Linked DNA regions of Rattus norvegicus: region 2 is linked to region 1. A link is a contact called in public Hi-C data. All regions are on one chromosome and are shown on one strand. Each heading gives the region's core, a stretch centred on a gene start, on an enhancer-like site or on the middle of the called end of the contact. The rest is flanking DNA. Distances are from core to core; before and after follow the strand shown. Region 1 overlaps Plxna4 (plexin A4). Region 2 overlaps Plxna4 (plexin A4).

What was found. A called contact is a pair of places that touch in the nucleus more often than the background predicts.
Region 2: a Hi-C map of liver shows a contact between it and region 1, with 2.6 times the contacts expected there. The contact joins two enhancer-like sites. A contact is called at or near these places in 3 of 12 Hi-C or Micro-C datasets (kidney and liver).

What each region holds. Positions count from the first base shown.
Region 1 is chr4:61,951,218-61,957,491 of GRCr8, forward strand. The region is part of intron 3 of Plxna4 (plexin A4); the gene reads right to left. Among named protein-coding and RNA genes, the nearest start is that of Plxna4, 180 kb to the right of the region's middle. Within about 2 kb of position 4,919, at least 1 of the 93 cell types and tissues checked has an H3K27ac peak or open chromatin away from gene starts, as enhancers often do. A contact at or near this core is called in liver, where this site is marked.
Region 2 is chr4:61,993,259-61,999,905 of GRCr8, forward strand. The region is part of intron 3 of Plxna4 (plexin A4); the gene reads right to left. Among named protein-coding and RNA genes, the nearest start is that of Plxna4, 130 kb to the right of the region's middle. Within about 2 kb of position 2,448, at least 4 of the 93 cell types and tissues checked have an H3K27ac peak or open chromatin away from gene starts, as enhancers often do. A contact at or near this core is called in liver, where this site is marked.

The DNA.
Region 1 (6,274 bases), core at 3,669-6,168:
AAGTGGGACGTTCTCAACCAAGTTTGTACTTCCTTTTTACTGGGTCAAGGGCAGTTTTCCCATTTACTACAGGCTGGAATATTTATTACAAAACTACAGTGGTGGACAGCACACCCATGTGACAAAGGGCACAGAGTGAGGGGAAGAAAGAACCCCAAACTGCATGTTGTTCAGTGGATGGGATGCAGTTATAACCCTAGTCTCTTGACATGCACAACTCCTATCTCCGTCTGTCAGATCTGACCGCCTATCCTTCTGAGGAAACTCTCAGCATCCCTGATGCTCCCAAGCTAATAGAGCCAAGTTGGGGGCCTAGGGCAATGGGAAGAAACCACATAAAACACTCCCACGCTTCAAAGCTGAACTCTGCCTCTACAAAGACATGAGCCTAAGCAGGCTATTTAACTTGCTGTACCTCAGTTTCCCCATCTGTCAAATCAGCTTATTATTGTTCTTTTCCTTGTTGGACAAGAATAGATGTTGGAATGTCGCAGGACAATACCAAGTAGATACTGGGCAGCCAGTAAACATCTTGGTGGTTCCATTGTTAGTCAAGAAAGAACGAACGAACGAACGAAAGAAAGAAAGAAAGAAAGAGGAAAGAAGGAAGGAAGAAAAGAGAAGAGAAGAAAAGAAAAGAAAGGCAAAGGAAGGCAAACAAAAGAAGGAAGAAAGGAAGGAAGGAAGGAAGAGAAGAGGAAAGACAGACAGACAGACAGACAGACAGACAGGAAGAAAGAAAGAAAGAAAGAAAGAAAGAAAGAAAGAAAGAAAGAAAGAAAGAAAGGAAGGAAGAAAGAAAGAAAAGAAAAATGCTGTAATTTTAGAAGACATACCGGGTCAGCCAGGAAGGCTCTATGGAGTGTCTTTCCCATTGAAGGGACTGTGTTCTCACTAGTGCAAAGCCTGCTTGGTCTCTCAAACAGTGAACTCCATACACATGCCCACATCAGCCAGGCCAGGAGGCCCTAGGGATTATGTTGGCATCATATCAGTGGAGCTGCCATCCATGCTGGTCTAGCAAGAGCCTCATCCCTACAGTGGTCCTTTTCAGGAAGCCAGTGAGCCAAAACTACTCTCTTGGGCTGGCCCTGTTTAAGACTGGGGCTCCAGGGACACAGGGAGGCCCCTCGGCCCAATTATAAATCAATCTAGCAGCTCTCCCAGAGCCCACAGCCATAAATGGCTCTAAAAGCTCAGCCCTTTCCGGCCTGCATGCTCAGGGCTCCAGGATTAATGAGCATCAGCTGGCAGCAAGCTGGTAGGGACAGATGCTGACCTAATGAACAGGGTGGTCCAGCCTGTGCCCATTGGATGTGGGCAAGAGCAATGAGCAGGTGTCCTTGTCACTATGGCCCTTTGCTGAGTGTCATTTTGAAAGGCAGAGATGTTGTCACCAAGGGCACCTTATTACCCCACCCTGAATCGCCCATAATAAATATAAAACATAATTCACAAAGGCCAAGTACCTCTATTTGTCATGGGTGCAGGACCCGGTTTGTCTCGGGGACTCTCAAACAACCCTAAGGAAGGGCTCAGAACTCTGGACATTAATTCCTTCCCCACAAGGGGAAGGTGCTTGGGGCTGCATCTAAGTACAGAGACCCTACTAGAACTTGTCTTGATCACTTCTCTGGCATAGGCAGCTTCTTCCAAACATGAGCTTCGAATTTGCCTGAAGTCAACATGTACCTATGCAGGTGTTAAATGGTGCCTAGTCTCCTCCAATCATGCTTGCCATCAAAGGACATAAGATTGGCCCTGCTGGACTCATACAAAGTCCTAGCCAAAAAACTATAATAGAATTAATAATGCTCATTCATCCAGTAACGAAAGTATGCCAGTTCTTTCAGTCATGAACTTATTTAGAAACTACAAATGACAGTGAGTAAAGGGTCGCATTATAGGGAAACTAAGGTGAATCAGAAAGGGGAAAGGTTACTTTGACTAGAGAGGTCATGAGGGACTTCCTGGAAGAGGTGGCATCTTCATGATCCTACTGCACTACAGGTCAGGGCTGGAGATGGTTTGCCAAAGACCTACATGTATCCTTTGGAAGGCAGAGTTTTGGAGTCACAGCTACATTTCATTTTGGAGGGAACTACAGCCTGAGAAATGATACAAGGATGAAATTTCAAAATCAGCCTTATCACTAACTAGTTTTCTCTTTTCTGTGACCTTTCTTCCTTTCTGTATCTGTCCAGAATGTGAATTTTTAGAGATAAAATTTACACTTAGTGAAATATTACTAATACTTGTAATAGTAAGTGCTTGTGTTGAATTTTTGACAAATTGTGTTCGCCTGTGTAGCTGAAATTCCCATCAAGATCTAGAACATTTTTATAGGGGATGAAGACTAAGAATGTAACCTTTATATCTGATCATCCGGTAACCACATCTGCTGGGCACATGTAAACTAAATACATCAGAACAACTCACCTCTCCTCAGGAGCAAACAGAAAACAGAGTCAAGCCCGACCTAGTGAGGTGGATGCCTAGTCAATCAGGACACCATTCATTTTTGTATCCCAAGAAGCAAGTATCCCTGACAGGCACAGAGTGGGTGATGAAACCCTCCAGGAAAGCAAGCTAGTAGCCACCCAGAGTACTCCTAAACTATTCAGTTGACCAAGCCTCAAACAAAAGAAGTCCCAGTCTGAGGTACTCTCACTTTTGTTTTCTGCATTCATGGGCCATGACACTGCCTGATGGTTTTCCAGCTAAAACCTCTGCAAATCCCGTAGAGAAAACAGGCATCCCAAGGCCAATATCCACAGACAGGGTGAGATCCATGGATTTCCCAGACTCCTCAGTACCCGGGTATGGCATAGCTGACCACACGTCAACCCTTTCGCCCTCTAAGACCCCAGATGTGCTCCTGGAAATCTCTCCCTTTGCTGCGGACAGCAGACTTCTCCACAGCATCAGCCGGTGTACCAATCAGATTATTTCTCACTTGCAGGATTGCACAAAGACGGGGAAAAATAATGCTGAACATTCTGCTCATGGAAGAAAAAATAGCAGCAGAAAACTGTCACATTGTTTGGTCTATTTTCAATTTCATTTGTGAGCCCTGCAAATAGCTATCTGTGCAAGCAGGCCAGAGGAGGTCTCCAGCAACCCTGCACACACCGTCCCAGCTCCAAGTGTGGATTTACAGAAAGACCCTTAGCACGTCATCTCTTCATACTATAGTTCTGCACAATGTGACCATGGGGGGGAAAGCTGTGTAAAATGAACAAGGACCTCACTGCACAATTTTTTGAAAATTTGAGCAACTCCTATGATTATTTTAACAGTTCTTAAAAGCACAGGTCCGAGTTAATAGCACTCTAGTCTCAGCCACAGAGTTTGAAAAGGTTCCCACAATGCCACTGTGCACTCAGGGCTACAAAGTCTTGTTCACACAGACGGAGAAGGTCAAACAAAAATCATAAGTCATTGGTATGCCGTCAGGACCAAAGGCTTAGTTGTGAATGAAGCTGGGCAGAACTTGTACAGAAGTCAGAGGGAGCCGGGCTAGGGTTTCTCTGAAGGGTATATGACAGGGATGGAACTCAACCAGGGTGTAGCAAAGAAGAGGAAAACAGACAGCATGCAGGCAACGAGTATCCCTAGGCCAGTGAAGAAGGACGCATCATCCTGTGGTGGAGAAGGACAGAATGTGGGAAGCTTTATAGAGAGAAGATTTATAAAAAAGGAATCACAGCCTGTGTCATTGCTTCCCGGCACCTGAACAGGTGGATGTATGTACATCTGGGCCAACTTAAGCTCTTGCAAACTGTCTGGAGTAATTGTCAGCAAACAGCCAATTCTCCAGCAGACACTTGGCATCCCTCAGCTAACCAAACGTGGAGACCTTAGAGTGACTTCAGGAGACAGCATTGATGGAGGTCGTGGTAAGCTGTCCTCGTCATGGCTCATGTCCCTTTGCCTGTCTGCACATAACTGTCTTAGACATTTCCATCTGAAAAGCCAGACATGTACCAGAAAATCCTAGACAGGACCTGGGAAAGGCTAACAGAAATCACGGTGCCCACATAGCAAGTTAATGCTCTTGACTTACAGGGACTCTTGAGTCACTCACTGCTCAATGCTTCTATTCTTATTCTATACACAAGGCTAATAAACTTGAGTGTCTGTTGCCAAACCCACGGCCAATTAAAAAGAACAAATTGAGCAGGAGCAGCAGAGCTACATCAGACTAGATTACTGATGACAGTGAACAGTGACAGGTAACAGACACCCTGATGGCTGGAGGAGGGAGACATCTATGCCACCTTACCCAGAGTGCTTACCTAATATGGGGGTCGGGGCAGCAACCTGACGGAGAGCTTTTGAGACAATCCAAGTTCTAAAAGCCCCACGAAGCCTCTTCTTTCTTTAGCTTTTGATTGGTATCTAATGTGTGTAGAACAGTAAGTGACAAGATCCTCTTACGGGTGACCAATGGGAGGGACAGCAGGCTAATCACTCTGATTCCAGGGTCAGCACAATGCTGTCCTAGCCCATACCTGTTTTCTCCTCCTCTGGTATTATCGCCCTGCCAGGCACTCAGAGCAAAGGGCAGGTTTCCTCAGAACTGCTCTGTCTATCAACAAGGCTTCACCAAAAGCAGCTAAGAAGTGGAAGAATCCCTTCCTATGTCACTGGGACAGACCCAGTGCTTTGAAGGTCATGGGTCTTGCTGTAACCTCCAGTCTAATGTGGTCAGACACACTGCATGTTCTTTACCGAGTTACATGTTATGCTGAGTACTCTCTCCCACCTGATCTAGTATTCAGGACCTATACGCTATTAACAAAGCACAGAGAATGTAGCTGATCCAATGCCATTACGGGAAAGCTGCTCCCAGGAGTGTCTCAGAGCCTCTATCTGCCATCTAAGTTACATTGACTAGCTCCACAGAGTTCAAAGTCAGGGGGTAAGCCTGCCCTGGGAATGGCACGTGAACTAGTGACCTTTCTATATCAACACCCCGAGAGGTAGTGTTGACCGAAAACCAGAGAGAGTTGGCCTCTCATGCTAAATGAGGACCAGGTCCATGCCCCAACTCAAAGACCTGGCATGAGGGATGCATGGTGGCTGAGGACTCCAGCAAGGAGAATAGAAGCTGCAAACTGAAGAATCCGGATGCCCAGCCAGGGCACCTTCTTCTAGAATCCCAACTCTCAATAGTGTCCTCTCTGGTCCCAGTGTCCTGTTTTCACCCAGATATACAAAAGAAGAGGAGGCCTGGCAGGGAGGAACAAATTTCGAAATCATGGACCCAAGAGACTAGATAGAAGCAGAGCCAGAAAGCCCTGAAAGGTGAGGAGGATGTAGGTAGGATGGCCAGGCCTGGGCTGAGGACTCTAATTGCTGCTAAAGGTCCCTGGGCAGCCTGGGAGACACCTAAAAATCTTCTATGGCACTTCAGGCACAGCACATAAATCATTCCCCTCTCACTTCTTCCCAATCTTGTTTTCTTGCTGCATCAGCTGAATCTTGCAATAGGCCCTGGTGTAAATGGGGACTTTTGTCCCTGCTTGCTTTCTTCTCCTTTTTCTCAGCAACCTCCTCCCTCTCCCACCCCACAGAAACTGATGACAGGGACTCTGCCTGCAAACCCAAGATGTAAGTCTGTGGCTTCCCTTGGTGAAACACACACACACACACACACACACACACACACACACACACACAGAGGAAGAATGTGTTTGGGAACCCTTGAGGGAGGCTCCAGGACTGAGTGACCAGCAAGAAGAAAGCTGTCACCCAAACCTGCTGGCAGATTCTTAAAACAGTCTCCTTCCCAGCAAACCCCTGCAGTCCCCAGTGCAGCCAAAGGCGAGGAGCAAAGTTTGCAGCTAATCAGGAGGAGAGGGCTGCAGTGGGGGCTGTCACTCCTCAGGACCAGATCTCCCCTGGGCTCTGTGGGTGATTGAGAGAGAAGAGTTTTTTTTTTTTTTGGTTCTTTTTTTCTGAGCTGGGGACCGAACCCAGGGCCTTGCGCTTCCTAGGTAAGCGCTCTACCACTGAGCTAAATCCCCAGCCCCGGGAGAAGAGTTTCTTTCACTTCTTTCGTTTCCATAGTTCCCGAGCACCTCCATGATGCAACAAGGGTCTGATTCCCCTTGTGGAATTAACCCAGAGGCCCCAGCACAGAAGCACGAGAGAAGTGTGCGCCCTCTGTGACCCTCTGGGAACTGAACAGAGACTGTACGCGGTGCTGCTGCTTCTGAAGGTTCTTGCCCCGTGCTTCTCTCGGGAAGATCTCAAATGCTTTCCGAAG
Region 2 (6,647 bases), core at 1,198-3,697, 40 kb after region 1:
TAGAAGTAGAGTTCAGTACCATCATGAAGTTCTTTTCCCAAAATATGCTGACAGCTATTCTCACATTTAATTTGTTAAAAATTTGTTCTTGGTGGGGTTAGGGATTTAGCTCAGTGGTAGAGCGCTTGCCTAGCAAGCGCAAGGCCCTGGGTTCGGTCCCCAGCTCTGAAAAAAAGAAAAAAGAAAAAAAAATTGTTCTTGGTAAGCAGTCCATTGTAAGCACGTAAGAACACGCCAAGACTGGGAGTAGTACAGACCCATCTTCCTCAACCCTAGACTATCGATAGTGGCTGGAGCCTTGGATCCTTCCAGCAATAACCCATGTGCTTGGCCTCAGTTTCATAGTGTGCTCTCATTTAGAACAGAGACTGAGCCTAAGTCTCCCAATGGGGCTTCACTCTCACCTCCAGCTAGTATCTACCATGAAGCTGCCTATCACTTGAATTGTGGCCTCATGGATAAGACCTTGGCCAAGTTGTTTGCTTCCATTTTCAGTATTTCAGAACGCTGAGCTTCACGGTGGGCTAGGAGCTAAAAGGTGATGGTTAACTCTTCTGGATTTGTACAGTCGTCCACAAATGCTTATAAATTGAGTTGAGAATAACAAGGAAGCTCTCTCAGCTCCTGCTTTCATTCCCTAGTTGGGAGCACATTGTGCTTGGTAATACAGTCCACTGCACACAGGGCTCAAGGTTGTATTTCCATGTGCTCGTTCCAGGAAGCTCAGCTTTTTGAGGGTAGTAATGAATGAGATCCTTTTTAAAGCTCTTCTTTGAGAGTTTATTTCATATCTTTTTATATTTCATATCATAATTGTATAAAAATATCCTGGCTCTACCACAGTATAAAAACCTATTCAGTCAAGTAACACTCCTTATTGCTTTGGCTCTAGTCAGAGAGCCTATAAAAGAATGGTCTACCCAAGGCCAGCAAGTGCTGAGTGTCGGACAAGGATCGTTCCAAAGGAGACACAGCCTAACAAGGACAGAGGTGTGTCAAGGCTCCATCCAGGACAGGAAGTGCCAATGCTCCATGAAGTGACATGCCATCAATGCTTCTGGTGAAGATGTATGTCGTTGTGATGCTCCTGCTCCTGGACTCCTCTATCAGTGGGTCACAGGTGAGAGGATAACCTACTGTTTGAGGCTGCGGAAAGTCACAGGCTCACTGTCCCTTAGCAGAGCCCCAGCCCTTCTACCATCATCACATTTGTCCTTCAGGGTTGCCTGGGTGACACAAAGACCAAAGAGAGGACAACTTCGAGCTTGGAAAGGACAGAGTCGAAGGTCTGTCAGGAGCAAATGGGAAGGCTTAGTGTCAATGGCCTGCATTTTGGTGCCTAGAGCCACAGAGTTGGCAGAGGACAATGGCTGCTGTGAGGCTGCAGGTGCAGATGACATTGACAATCAGCAAGCAGAGAAAGGAAGGACAGGGAGCCTGGAAAGACAGAGGGAACATCCCAGCTCCCAGCCCTTCTCCCACGACCTAACAGATGTCCTTCCCTCCCCCTATCTTCCTGGGAATGCCTCAAGATGCTGACTTTCTCAAATGGGCAACTTTCCCTGCCACCTACGTTCTCTTTCTAGATTCTCATGGCTGCTTCCCCGTGGCATCTTTCCTCCTCCTCTTCTTCTTTCTGTCTTTTAGACGCTGGCCTTTGTTGCCATTCTATCACCCTGGCATCTGGAAGAACTTATAAAGTGTGCCCAATAGATCAGGTCCCAGCTGGAGTACAAGTTATAGAATAGTGACCAAGAACAACTCTAGACTTTCTGAGGTCAGGCTCACAAATGTATGTAAAAATTGTGGTTAACTGTGGAACCCAGTTTCCCTAATAAGTGATGTTCTGCCTGCTGAATTTTCTATATGCCTTCTTTTGATGTACCTTACCACGGTATGACAGACTTACAAGTAAGGCATCATCAGCTGGCCTGTTGTTGCTAGAGCAGTGGTTCTCAACCTTCCTAATGCTGTGACCCTTTAATATAGTTCCTCTTGTTGTGGTGACTCCCAACCACAAATTTATTTTTGTTGCTACTTCATTAACTGTAATTTTGCTACTATAATGAATCATAATGTAAATATCTGTGTTTTCCAATTGTCTTAGGTAACCCCAGTGAAACAGTCATTCAACCCCCAAAGGGGTTGCCACCCACTGCTTGAGGAAGTGTCAGGTATGTTTGCTGGGCCTGTGCTGCAGTCACATGTCTCTAAAGGTCTCACTGGCTTTTTCTGCAAAGAAATCTGACCAGCTGTGTCCCACAGTCACAGGCGAGTGGTCCTCACAGCAAGATTTGTCCGACACATTTCATACTTCTTTCTTCCTAGGTCTCGATCCTGTCAAGTCTGTGGAGGCACAGGAAGCCGTGCCCAGCAGGAAGGTGTTGCTTCGCCAGTGCCCTGTGCCTTTCCCTTCATTGTGGCTGTGTTTTGACAGCAAAGGCTAATCTCACTGGCAGTGAGTAAGTCACAGCTTTCATGACTATGACAAGATACCTGGGAAAACAACTGGAAGGGGAAAGGTTTATTTTGGCTGATGTTTTCAGAGTTCAAAAGTCGGCTGACTGGCTGGATGCCTTGTTTCTGGGCCTACAGCTCAGCAGAACACCATGGCGGAAGGGCGTGGTAAAACAGACATTTTTACCCCCATGGCATTCAGGCAGCAGAGAGAATGACAGGAAGGGGTTAGGGACAAAATACAAGACCGGAGAACATGTTCCCAGTGACACACTTCCTCCAATCAGGCCCCACATCTCTATCACTTTCAAATAATATAATTAAGATATGAACTGATCCATGGATTAAGCCAGGAATGAAGGCTGAGCCACAGTGATCCAGTGACATTATAACATTATATATATATATATATATATATATATATATATAATATAACAATATAATTTTGGGGGTTAAAAACCTACTGTTTACTGGACTGCTTGCAGTTGGGGGATTGCAAAGTCCCAAACCTGTATAAAGAGACATCAAACTACTGAGGGTCTAAATCAATAGAACCGTCTTCTCAGGGACCCATTTGCACCATCACTCTGTGTATTCCCTCTTCCTTCAGAGTATAAGACAGCCTGACAGCAGCCCCACAGCCATGATCTCTGTGCCCTCTTCTCTAGGCTGTTTCTAGATTTACAGACGCAGGCAGCCAGCCATCTCCTTCCCTCTGCTTGTTCAGCCAACATCTCTACTAGCTGCTGTTTCTGGTCATGACACTATTTCCCTGTGTCCCTGGACTCAGTCTGCCTTTATATGTCCTTCTTAGCTAACCTGCTCTCTGCTTCTTTTCTTTATGATGAAAGAAAAACACTGCTGCCCAAGGACACCGAGGAGGAAACTGAGGAAGACCAACACGCAGCAGCTTTCAAGTTTCCCATTGTTTCTGAAATGGATATCTCTTTCAAATGAAATTGTTTCTGGCATAGCTCCCTTTTTTGAAAATATGCACCTCCATTCCAAGATTCACAATAACAGAAGGATCCCATGGTGAGCACATGGAGAGCCATGGACCTACCAGCACAAATGAAGCTCTGTCTCATGCATTCCTCCAAGCCTTAATTTCCCCTTTTTCTTTAAATACCTCTGATAACAAACTGAGCCAGACCAGGGTCATTTATGGGTAACAATCTTACCCAACTCCAGCCTTCCTTAATATTCTGTTCTGTGGTCTGAATGCTCTTGGTTTAAAAACTCTCTCTACCACATACTTCATCCTCTTCTTCAAATTTCTGAATGGAGCAAACCATCTCAACTTCTCTGTAGTGCCCTTCTACTCAGCTGGTGCTGATCAGAAACTGACTCCCTGCTTGACAAAGAGGCCCACATTCTGCCTTTTGTACATTCTGATCATGGATGATTTTAGCTTCAACGTAAAAGGATAGGTCCTGATGTCATATCTTGATTCACACAGACATTAAGCTATGTTGAGGTCTATGTATATAAACTTAGTCATAGAGCACCTGCCTAGAAAGGGCAAGAACCTGGGCTTACTCCTTAGCAATACACCCTTAAATTAAAAATCTTGAGAAAGAAATGAATGACTGTCTGTGTTGGGCTGTCTGTGTTGGGCTGTCTGTGCTGGGCTGTCTGTGTTGGGTTGCCTGGGATGGGTTGGCTAGGGGGTTGGCTGAGGTTGTATCTTTTAAGAATTGTGTAACTACAGCTTTATACATCCTCTACATTTCCCACATTTGATTACTCTGTGGACCACTCTCAGTAAAGCCTGTATGCTAAGCCGATTTCCTAGAAGGGCAAAAGAGCCAGGTAATGGTTTTAACATCCTCACCTACTGAGAGGCAGCACATTAGGTCCACTAAAGGCCATCTCATAGAACTTAGTGCTGGCTATGTTACTGATCTAACCACTCAACCCACAGGTGCCCTTACACACACAGTTTTGTACCCAGCCTAGCCTCCCGCTTCTTCTATGTGATTTCCTATGCAAATAGAAAGTTGTTGCTAGAGGGATTCATACACCATACCAGCTTGATTCTCTCTCTTGGGCATATAGAGCATTCTCCTGATAGTGGCTGATTGTGTGCCCAGGTTTTGCTATCCACTCATTAAGCCCCAGTTGGGTCCCATAAAATATTTGGTTGCCTACTGCCATAGAAGATGGTATAGATGAGAGATAGCACCATTGTGTAAGCCAGAGAGACCTTTGAGCAAATCATGGTCATCCCTACATACTGTGTCACTCCATTATGGTAGTATTTTTCACACACAAAATGTTATTAAATTCTTACCACAGTGTATTAAGAAAAGAAAAAGGAGGGAAATATGTACTTCATTAAGATTTTCTTGATTTCATGACCAACCTAATTCAAAAACACTGCCTTAGTTATTTTTCTTACTGTAACACAGTAACCCAAGTAACCGCTAAGGTAAGAGTAACCACCATTCAGGAAGAATAAGAGGAGTATGGGGGTAAGAAGCAACCTCTAGGGTTTCCTAGGGTACTGTTGGCTTCTTCCAGTGCCCTTTCTCAGAGAGTCCCAAACTTAATATACTCAGTAGGGCCACTGATGCTCTCACGGCATGTGGTAAAAGCAGAGAGGAGTAGAGAACAAGTGTTCCCTGGAGAAGGGAATGGTTTGTTCTGCACTGCAGGCTGAACTGATGTTGCCCTGGTGGGCACAGATCAACTATGCTCTGAACAAGATTATGGCAGTTTACATGGAAGAAGGCAGGGTCCCTGGCATGCTCCCCATGTGCAGAGACCAAGACAACCACACATGGGCTCCAGCACCAACAGTCAGGCTGATACCCAATCTTCCTGGGCCATGAATAGATAACAGTATTGGCACTTGTTTAGGACTATATGGGTTTCTGCATGTATCATGTGCAGACCAGGGACTGTATCATACACCCAACAAAAGATATGCAACGCCAGGACTGTGTCTGTCTCCGGCACTATTACCACCAGGCTCTATGTGAACATCTCTATCCTGGCCAATAAGCAACTCCGTAAGTCTCCATGCTAGGAAAAATGAAGGAGAGGCAGGAAAGGATGGAGCTGTGGGTTGCATCTGAGAAGTGAAGGGAGGAAACCAGGTGAGGCTTTGCACTGGCCTAGATGGCACCTGATATCAGGTTCTAACTTCTCCAACTCTTGGCATTCATATTCCCACTGAGAAGTGAAGGGGAAGGAAACTAACTTCAAGGACCAGATATAGTGATAATGTTTTAAATATGCCAATACCACAGTCACTGTTTCCATATCCCCAGAGTCACCCTTTGCTGCCAGTGTTCGCTTACTATAAACTCACAAAGCCCCCCCTTTCTATGCTTTACTCTTATTGGATCCATTTTACACTGGAAAAAAATGGTCAAGGCCACTTGACCTGTGTAAGGGAGATTTGAAATTCCAGCCCAGGACTGCAGTTTAAGAACCCTTCGGGCCCTTCATGATGGACGCAAACAAACACCTTAGAATTGCCTGGCAAGTGGGAGTCTGGACTTTCTACCTCTACCCCACCCCACCCACTCACATCCATAATGCACATTTTCATTAGCTTCTTTGCCCAGTGATCTGTTGCTTTGTTATATTAGAATTGCAAACAAATGTTCTCATTCCAGCCTTCTCTTCCCCCCACCCTCCTGCTGGCATGGAGATTCAGCATTGATTTTCCTGGCCCCGCTCCACTGCTTGATTGACATTCCTGGATGATACCCCCATGGAGACCTTGAGCTGACTCAGCAGGCTCTCCCTAGAGTCCAGAATGAAACAGTACATTACCCAGAGACGCTGAGTTGGTTTTTATCCCTCCTTTTCCTGATCTCAAGAGCCAAGACAGAACGGCCCTTGAACTCCATTTCTAGTATCCAAACAATGATGGCTATACTCCTCCTTCAAAGTGTCCAATAGTTGGGAAAGAGGTCCCCACAAAATTTCTGTTCCTGGGAGGTGGGAGCTTGTGAGTTTTGATCTCCCAAGTACTGATAACTTGGGTTCCTTTGGATAAGGAACTCTGGAGCAAAAAATGGTTCCAAAAGTCTAAGGAAGGTCAGATGGGTTTAGTGGCAAAAGGGCTGTGACATCCTGTTGTATACAGAGGGGGCCATAATCTCTAACCCATCACCCCAGAAGGCTCATCTCAGGAAGGAGGGCCTGGGTCTCCCTTCTAAGTATAAGGACCAAAA